Regions from separate parts of the Mus musculus genome. Here regions 1 and 3 are each linked to region 2. Evidence: chromatin contacts called from public Hi-C and HiChIP or PLAC-seq data. All regions are on one chromosome and are shown on one strand. The core of a region is the stretch at or near the end of the contact, and the rest is flanking DNA. Distances in the headings are between cores, read along the strand shown. Region 1 overlaps Hipk2 (homeodomain interacting protein kinase 2). Region 2 holds the start of Tbxas1 (thromboxane A synthase 1, platelet). Region 3 overlaps Tbxas1 (thromboxane A synthase 1, platelet).

Region 1 (2,700 bases), core at 68-2,567, 66 kb before region 2:
GGCGAGCCTAACAAGTTCATCTCTAATAAATACTACATGCAAAAGGCTCTCACTTTTCTATAAAGGAATTCAAAAGGAAGGAAGAAAGGGAAGGAGATAGGGAGGGAAGAAGGAAAGAAAGCAGGCAGCCCCATTTCAGAGTATACTCCATATCCCCTCAGCATTAGAAAAAAATCTTCTTATCTGTAACTCTAATTGCTCACAAGCCACCAACATTTTGCCTTATCTAACTGGCTTTCTTCTTTGTTTGAGACAAGTTCTGGCTATATAGCTCCTGCTAGCCTGGAACTCACTGTGTAGACTGGGTGGCCTCAGACTCACAGAGATCCACCTATTTAGCTTGCTTCAGCTTCCTGGGCGAGGATTAGAAGCATGTATCACAAGGCTTGGCAGCCTTCTTAAAGAGACACACTAGACACACACGCACACAACACATGTACACATGTTGCCTAAGGCTCAACATCAACTGAACTCCAACTGCCTACTGCATCTCCCTGCTGCCCCTGCACCACCCCTTAAGTGTGCCCTCCTCTTGCTACCTAGAGAACACTGACATAGACATCAAAAAAAAAAAAATCAAAGATGCAATATAGCACAGAACCACTCTTCAAACCCTGACAAATAAAATAATCCACTTTTAATATTCTAGTCTCCTCCACCTCTATCTACCTCATGCCTGCTCATTACTTGAGTTGTCCACATGTAACTTTCCCACCCAGCTCTCTCCCTTCTGTACCAAGTCATGACCACATCCCTTCTAAGGAACTGAAAGCCATGAAGCCCATTCAGTGGGTTTGAGCCTATTGCATCTCCTGCTTGCTCCCTCCGACTTTTCTTTTTGAGGGCAGAATTCCCCACTGTCGGCTTCTGGGCAGCACATCCTGCTGCTCTGCCTACTTTATCAGATGCACGGAAGGCAAAGCAATACACTCTGCTGAAGCGCCTGTCCTGCTGCAAAGCCAGGGACTGTCCTTCACCAACATTTCCAGCTTCATTCCTAAATTTCCCACACTCATCCAATGAACTGCTATCAGCTGGAGCTATACACATCAGAGCTCATCTCATAGTGGACTCAGATGACAAGTGGGACAGAAACAAGTGTATTATTTTATTGCACAATATGTCCTTATTACCATGAAACCAACTCCAAGGGCAGGTCCCACCATAGGGTCAGTCTCTCAGCAAGGGCACAGGTGTGTATCTGTCCAAGAATCTTCTGTGACTCTTTAAAGTTACTCAGGAAGGCACTGTGAGTTCACTAGTTTGTTCTCGGCTGAACAACTACCATGGGAATTCACATACAGTGTGCCTCAATGCACTGGCTCCAGAAAGGAAAGTAGCAGAGGCGAGCTTCCTCTGTGGAGCAGAGGGCAGCAGAGGTACCAGAGTGCCCTTGAAAAAGACTGGTAAAGCTGAACGACCAGTAACTAAAAAGCCAGCTTCCCAGGGAGCTCAATGGAAGTGGCTGGCCAGGTAGCCATACTAGAATCAGGGAAGACAGTAAGTAATCACTAGAGACTTCCTACAGGCCATGGTGTTCACTGAGAGCAGCACTAACTCTAAGGATGAACACCAGCATGGCACATGCCCACAGCATAAATGCCAGAGGAGGGAGAAACAGTAATGATACCAATATCATGAGGGACAGAGAAAACCCTCTCCTGGGACCATACACAAAGAATATATTTCAACACAACATGTAAGTTTTTCCAACAAGATAGATAAGGGTTTATGTATCATCATAGCCCATTTGCTTAGAGACAGGCAGACGGACAGACAGTCGGATGGATGGAGCAAAGAGAAAGGGGCAGGAAATGAAGTATGTTGGACATGTGAAAAAAATCCAAAAGTGAAGCATCTGGAGACCTGCTGACTCTCAAATCTTGTTAAATGGCTGCAGTGTGAGGAACCGGGTATTTCTGCACAGGAGTAACATGTACACTACCCCACAGGCGCTGGGCCACACACCCTAATCCAATACAGCACACATAGTTTTTTTAAAAATTAAAGTGCACCTGTCCCTTTAACTATGCCAACTGTGAGATGGGGAAGGCGCCAGTGGAAAGGCATTTAAAGCAGATTGCCCCATTTAGGGAGATATGATTCTTGGAAACGAAGACTGGCATTTTTCCTAGACTAAAGGTTACACAGAATAACCAAAGAGAAAGAGGGCAACAGCCTCACCTGTTAGGCTTCCACCTGACTTCAAAGGCAGGAGCCACACAGGAGCCAGACGTGGAAACAGAGGCCAGGGGAAAGCTCAAGGCCCCAGGCTGCTCTCTGCAGTAATTCAGGATAGTCCTGGTTACCTCAAATCTCTGTTTGCCTTTAAAAAGAGGACTGGGGAAGCATACTGTGAAGCAGTCAGGTCTGAAGGCAAAGAAAAAGGGAGAGCCTGTCCTTCAAGCCCTTGACCCTTAATTGCAGAACCATTTGAGGAATGCTAATTATTTTATCTAAATCTCCTATGATAGAAGGTGCACAAACAATAGATGGCCTGCAAATATTATCTAGTTTAGTATCAGGGAAATAGACAACTCAAAACCTTTCGTGTCAGTGGAGAGCACAACTGAGTATGTCCAGACCATTTTGAATACAGCAAGGGAAGAGCTAAAACTACACACTTCAGACATATCATCTCACAACACGACTAAAACTATTAAGAAAAAGAGGAAGAGATCTTTGTATACAGCAAGAAAA
Region 2 (2,700 bases), core at 144-2,643:
TGGCCACATCCCACTCAACATTCCCAGGGCATATCAGCAACTTCATAGCTCTGAATGGAGCTGCAGTAAATAAACTTACTGATTAATGTTTAGACCAGCCTTTCTCACACTTATCTCACCTTGGACGCCTTAGGGAGCACTGTGTGTGTGTGTGTGTATACACAAGTATATATGTTGTTTTTTCCACAGTGTTGCTCTGGCATGTGCACTGAATTCAGTCACATCTGAGGTTGTTCCTTCCCTGAGCATGGCCATAAACCTGCCGTTGCTCCAGTAGCACTAGCTGTCACTCTGCATGGTAGCTCCTTAATTTGAGCAGACTATCTGACCCTGTGGAGGAGAAGCCTACTCTGAGAGAGGAGAAAGAAAGATGGGGGGGGGTAGTTGAGGAAAAGAACAAGGCTCGTGGGTCTTACCGTAGTACTTAAAGCGCAGAAAGGTTTTCCCACCTCCAGGCCTCCACCCATGCTCTCTTTCTGCTTCTCCTGCAGCTCTCTACAGGACAAACTGCTTTCTCACAGGCAAATCTCAGTGATGGCTTTCCTCCCTAGAGTCTTCCCCACTATACCTCCTAGCAGGCCATCCCACAGGCTGTCCCCGAAGCTCCGTTTTGAGAACCTTCACAGCACTGTTCTGCACTGGTAATTATTCCTTCGTTTGTAGACTGTATATCCATCTGCAAAGAATCTTCTCCAGGGTTGGGGGCCAGCATCATTTGTGAGTATGGCGGATGCTGACCCCATATACACTCTATGAATGGCCGAATAACGTCATGGTGGGTGTTTTCCTGCTCACCCAACCTTTTTATCTGTCTTCAGGATGAAACACGCTGATGAATAAGCAAATAAAATCATCCAGTGTCTTTCATCAAATTAGACCAGAAGCTAGAACAGTCAACCCACACACGACTACGAGTGAGCTTTTACACAACCAACAACTCATGCTGAGAGCGCTCACCCGAGGTAAGATCTGTGGTCTGCACCAATACTGTGAGCATGCCTCTCCTCTCAGTCAGGAGCTTGCATCCTATAACCAATGCACTGGGAGGTGGTTGGCTACAAAGCAGATGATGCTGTCCACCTGGCCCCCAGAATCCATGGAACATTCAGAGTGCCCTGGCCTGTGTCACCACTGAAGTACAGATCGACAAAGGTGTAGAGAGGCAAATCTTGCAGGAGGTCTTTCTCTGAGGACGGCGTATTTGAGAAGCAGTCAATGGTTAACAACCATTTTGCTTCATGATGACCATGAGGCCCGCCTGTCTGCTCCTGTTTCTGGGGAAGCTAACATAAATGTTTATTGACAACACAGTCATCAAGAAAATAAAGTTGCTGATTCATTGCCCTGAAGCCCTTTGTTTCTCCCTCTGCTTCCTTCCTCTTTATAAAGAAAGGCACACTCTAAGAAAGAGCACTTTTGGGGGACTCACTTGATGGGATGTTCAGCTGACTACCTACTTCTTTCTCCACCACCTATATACAGATCAGGACTCCTATAAGGGCAGGAGAGCAGCACCCTCTTTCCTCCTGAGGACCACCCCTCCGGGGTCTCCGAGGAAAAATGGAAGTGTTGGGGCTTCTCAAGTTTGAAGTCAGTGGTACCATAGTGACTGTGACTCTGCTCGTGGCTCTCTTGGCCCTCCTGAAATGGTAAGTGTGGCCAACCACAGGGACTGCGACACTACAAATGTCAGCCCAGGAGCCTGTGGTGCCAGGTGGGGTATGCGGGCGTGTGTTTTTCTTCTTGTCTAATCTAGAGGGAGTTGAGTATTAACACGGCTTCGGAATTAAAAGCAAACAGCCAGGTTAATTTTTTGCTAAAATGCATGAGATTCAAGTGTCAGGAAATGCTGGAGACTCTGTGACTGGGAACGCTACACACAATTAAGTCTGAAAGAAATGGAAAAAGAAGCGGATTGGAAAGGCATCGGGGATGGCTAGAAGGGCTTTCTCCAACCCTGACGTACCTGCTCACCTTGTTTTTTGAAATCATTTCATGTTGAGTTTGCAACGAATTCAGCCTCTTGGCTCACATCAAGTTAAAGACATGGAAGCTCTTCGGCAAACAAACTTTACTGGGGACAGAGATGCCTGCAGGGTTAAGGACAAAGTGGTAGAATAAATTTCCCAATTTTCTAATATGTGGTAGAAGGGGATGGGTGCCAAATTAAGAGCCAGGTGTGGTGACAATGAAGCTGGGGACCCAGAAGGAATCTTAAACTTGTGCTACATACACTGTTGCTCTTTGTGTGTTTGTTAGTTCAACAACAGACCTTGTGTTTTAAAAGCTGGCCCCAATGGTGACTGTGAAGGACAGACCTCACAATGAGCTATATTTGTGTTTACCCAGCGGGGTCCTTACCTTTCCTGGAGATACCCATGGATTCCCAAACACTTGGATTTAGGTTGTCTCTGGGTTTTGAGGGGAAAGTGGAAAAAAAAAAGAAGAGCTGGAAGAGAGTTTCAATTTATGTTTCTAGTGGTAATAAAGCCACCCGTAGATTAATAGCTGGGAAGGCACTTTGAAAAACATCAAGCATTATGCAAATGTGAGGTATTATTCTTTTGGAATTTGCATAGCTGAAAGTGGAATGTGCGTTTGATGTTCTCTGATGATGATATGACTTATTGGAAATTGGCTCTGAAGCCCAGCATCGGGCCCAGTGCTCTTTTGGTTTTTAACTGGTTTGGTTATTTTTTT
Region 3 (2,700 bases), core at 161-2,660, 99 kb after region 2:
ACCCACATGGTGGCTCACAACCACCTGTAACTACAGTTTCCAGGGGACCCGCTACGCTCTGACATCTACAGGACTAGGCTGGCACGTGGAACATACACATGAAGGCAAAACACTCATGTGCATAAAATCAAATAAATCTGAAAAAAAAATTTAATTTAAATACAGTTTTAAAGTTTCTTTCTAATAATAGTAATAATAATGAAAACCAAACATCAGGCACCATTTCAAAGTATTAGTCCCATAAATGCTCAGAAGAACCTACAGCAGTATTCTGCCTCAGATATGACACTGTTCTAGGATGTGTACTCAGTTGAAAGATCCCCCTTGACAGTTCCAGCCTGGCCCTTCAAATATATAGGAGAGAATGAAAGCCCTTAAAGAGTGCTACCCACCCAAGAGAACGTCTTGGACGTCAAAGGGACGGGCAGCCAAGCCTGCTGTCTAAATGTGCTGGAACCACGGAGGTGTGCACAGCGCTGCTCTCTAGATCTTTCTCTGGGCATTAGAAATTTTCCACAATAAAATATCTTCTTAATGTTAAGAATTCAACAATTCCTCGTGCAGGTCAAGAGTTACCCTGTCTTGGAAGGCGTAAGCAGCTGAAACACAGATGAAAACCCCTCTCTCAGAAATACCATTAAGATAACTTCTGCCTTAATTAAGAAGTTGGAACAGATGACCCTCAGTGCCTCCGGATACTCGAGTCTATGTTCTGGTGGGAGATCTGAAAACTTAATTGGAACAGGCATGCACGGACTTGGGCTAGTTCCAGGGCCAGGACATATAGAGTGTGGTCTACTTGCTTGCTAATGCTCACCACACGCCAGGAAGCCAAGCACCGATTTGAAGTTTTGTCTAAACACTTAGTGATAGCTTTCATAATTATTTCACCAGATCTACGTTTGGTCCTTTCTCCTTTGGTGCATCTACCCCAGAAAGCTCACTTGAGCTTAAGATAGGCATTTATGGACACTGTATTTTACAAATATTATGAATACTTTCTTAATCTTCGCCTCGTGAAAAGCACCTTTGAAATACAGTCTGTTTCCCTAGAAAGCACTGTGGATAACCTTGTCCATCATTGGCAGCCAATTTAGGCACGATGCCCTAATTATACCTCTGCTATCTATTATCAGATGACACCTCTCATCAGCCAAGCCTGTGAACTTCTCGTGGCTCACTTAAAACGCTATGCAGCATCCAGGGACGCATTCAACATCCAGAGGTAAGGCTGCTCCATTACAAGTGAGAAGTCACAATTCTGAGTGGATGATCCTTGCGACAGCACATAATGGCTGGACAATTACCTCGGGAGTTGCAAACCGGAAGCACCAGTCGGTCATAACGGTGTGGGTAGACTGACTAATGAGAAGAAACCCCACCTAAACCACGAAGCAAAGTAACTTGAGCCAGGGATGCCAGCCTAGTGAGGAAAATTCAAATGTGCGGTGGTTAGTGCCTGAGTAGACTTAGCCTCTGGTCTCCAAGGACATGATGGGCAAGATCTGCCAGGGCAGAAGGGACAGGGACTTTCAAGAAAGTACCTAAACTTTCACAAGAAAAATACCGAGGCCAGGCGTGGAGGTACACAGCTTTCATCCCAGCACTTGGGAGGCAGGGGCAGGTAGATCTCTGAGAGTTTGAAGGTCACTGGTCTACATAGGAAGTTCTAGACCAGAGCTGCACAATGAGGCCCTGCCTAAAAACAAAAAACAAAACAAAACAAAAACCCAAACAAACAAACAAACAAGTGAGCCATGAGGCTGAGGCTGAGCTTGGTTAGTAAAATGTGTGCTTGGCTTGAGCAAAGCCTTGGGATTGATCGATCACCAGCATCAGTACCACATGAAGCCAGGCATGGTAGTACACATCTATAGATCCATACTCTGGATATTGTTCACGTGGGGAATACAAGGCCTGCCTGGAACACCTGAGACTCTGTCTCAAAAAAGTTAAAAATTAAAAAAGATAATGTAAATAAGGTATATTATCTGACCCACTACAGAAACTAAGGCCAGAAGAACACAAGTTCAAGGCCTGCCTGGGCTACAGTGAGTTTAAGGCCATTCTGGGTGCTTTAGTGAAATTGTTTCTCAGAATAAAAAGTTAAGGGGCTGGAGAGATGGCTCAGCAGCTAAAAGTACTTTTTTGCTCTTCTAGAAGACCCGGGTTCAAGTCCCATCATCCATGTCAGGTGGCTCACATCTGTCTGTAACTTTGGTTTCAGGGTATCCGGCGCCCTCTTCTGGCCGCTGTGGGCACTGCAGGCATGTGGTGGTATATATATATATATATAAATATACTCAGGCAAGCACTTATACACATAAATAAACGACTAAATCTCTAAAAGTGAAAATGGTGATTGGCTGGGGAATATAGTTCGAAAGGATAAAGTGCTTCAGCATATACGAGACCCTAGATTCAAATCTCAGTTCAGCTTAATATATTAATAAATAAATAAGTAGTGATCGTTTGTGCCTAGCAGCCACAGCTCAGTGGTGGGCAGGAGAGTGGTGTTAGGTGTATATAGCTGGCAATTTAAGCAACTGACTGACTTTTCTCCTAGCAACCTTTAGATGCTCTAAGCTAAATCATGGCTGGCAGCAGACTGGGAACAGAATGACTGCAGATCAGCCACAGCTGACTCAGAATCATCACTGCCAACAGAACTAGAGGCTAGTCAATGGCAGCGTTTATGTT

The links. A called contact is a pair of places that touch in the nucleus more often than the background predicts. HiChIP or PLAC-seq counts read pairs in DNA pulled down with a chosen protein or histone mark.
Region 1: a Hi-C map of liver shows a contact between it and region 2, with 2.3 times the contacts expected there. The contact joins the enhancer-like site here to the promoter of Tbxas1 in region 2. A contact is called at or near these places in 1 of 39 promoter capture datasets (macrophages), 1 of 15 datasets of contacts at CTCF or cohesin (embryonic stem cells), 13 of 484 Hi-C or Micro-C datasets (CD4 T cells, CD8 T cells, the HPC-5 cell line and 10 more), 1 of 115 datasets of contacts at active chromatin or transcription factors (embryonic stem cells) and 2 of 9 other capture datasets (embryonic stem cells and liver).
Region 3: a contact with region 2 is called in an H3K27ac HiChIP or PLAC-seq map of acute myeloid leukemia, with 4 times the contacts expected there. The contact joins the enhancer-like site here to the promoter of Tbxas1 in region 2. A contact is called at or near these places in 17 of 39 promoter capture datasets (the 3T3-L1 cell line, 3T3-L1-derived adipocytes, the C10 cell line and 10 more), 4 of 15 datasets of contacts at CTCF or cohesin (the G1E-ER4 cell line, the NIH/3T3 cell line, embryonic stem cells and 1 more), 96 of 484 Hi-C or Micro-C datasets (the 63-12 cell line, 8-cell embryo, the AML12 cell line and 45 more), 12 of 115 datasets of contacts at active chromatin or transcription factors (the HPC-7 cell line, acute myeloid leukemia, bone marrow-derived dendritic cells and 6 more) and 5 of 9 other capture datasets (adipose tissue, embryonic stem cells, liver and 2 more).

What each region holds. Positions count from the first base shown.
Region 1 is chr6:38,851,689-38,854,388 of GRCm38.p6, forward strand. The region is part of intron 1 of Hipk2 (homeodomain interacting protein kinase 2); the gene reads right to left. Among named protein-coding and RNA genes, the nearest start is that of Hipk2, 23 kb to the right of the region's middle. Within about 2 kb of position 1,318, at least 15 of the 459 cell types and tissues checked have an H3K27ac peak or open chromatin away from gene starts, as enhancers often do. A contact at or near this core is called in liver, where this site is marked.
Region 2 is chr6:38,917,593-38,920,292 of GRCm38.p6, forward strand. It overlaps Tbxas1 (thromboxane A synthase 1, platelet), which reads left to right and starts at 1,394. Exons shown (of 13, transcript NM_011539.3): 1 at 1,394-1,649. The coding sequence starts at 1,561.
Region 3 is chr6:39,016,756-39,019,455 of GRCm38.p6, forward strand. It overlaps Tbxas1 (thromboxane A synthase 1, platelet), which reads left to right. Exons shown (of 13, transcript NM_011539.3): 6 at 1,137-1,225. Among named protein-coding and RNA genes, the nearest start is that of Gm23010, 4.4 kb to the left of the region's middle. Within about 2 kb of position 1,411, at least 11 of the 459 cell types and tissues checked have an H3K27ac peak or open chromatin away from gene starts, as enhancers often do. A contact at or near this core is called in the HL-1 cell line and acute myeloid leukemia, where this site is marked.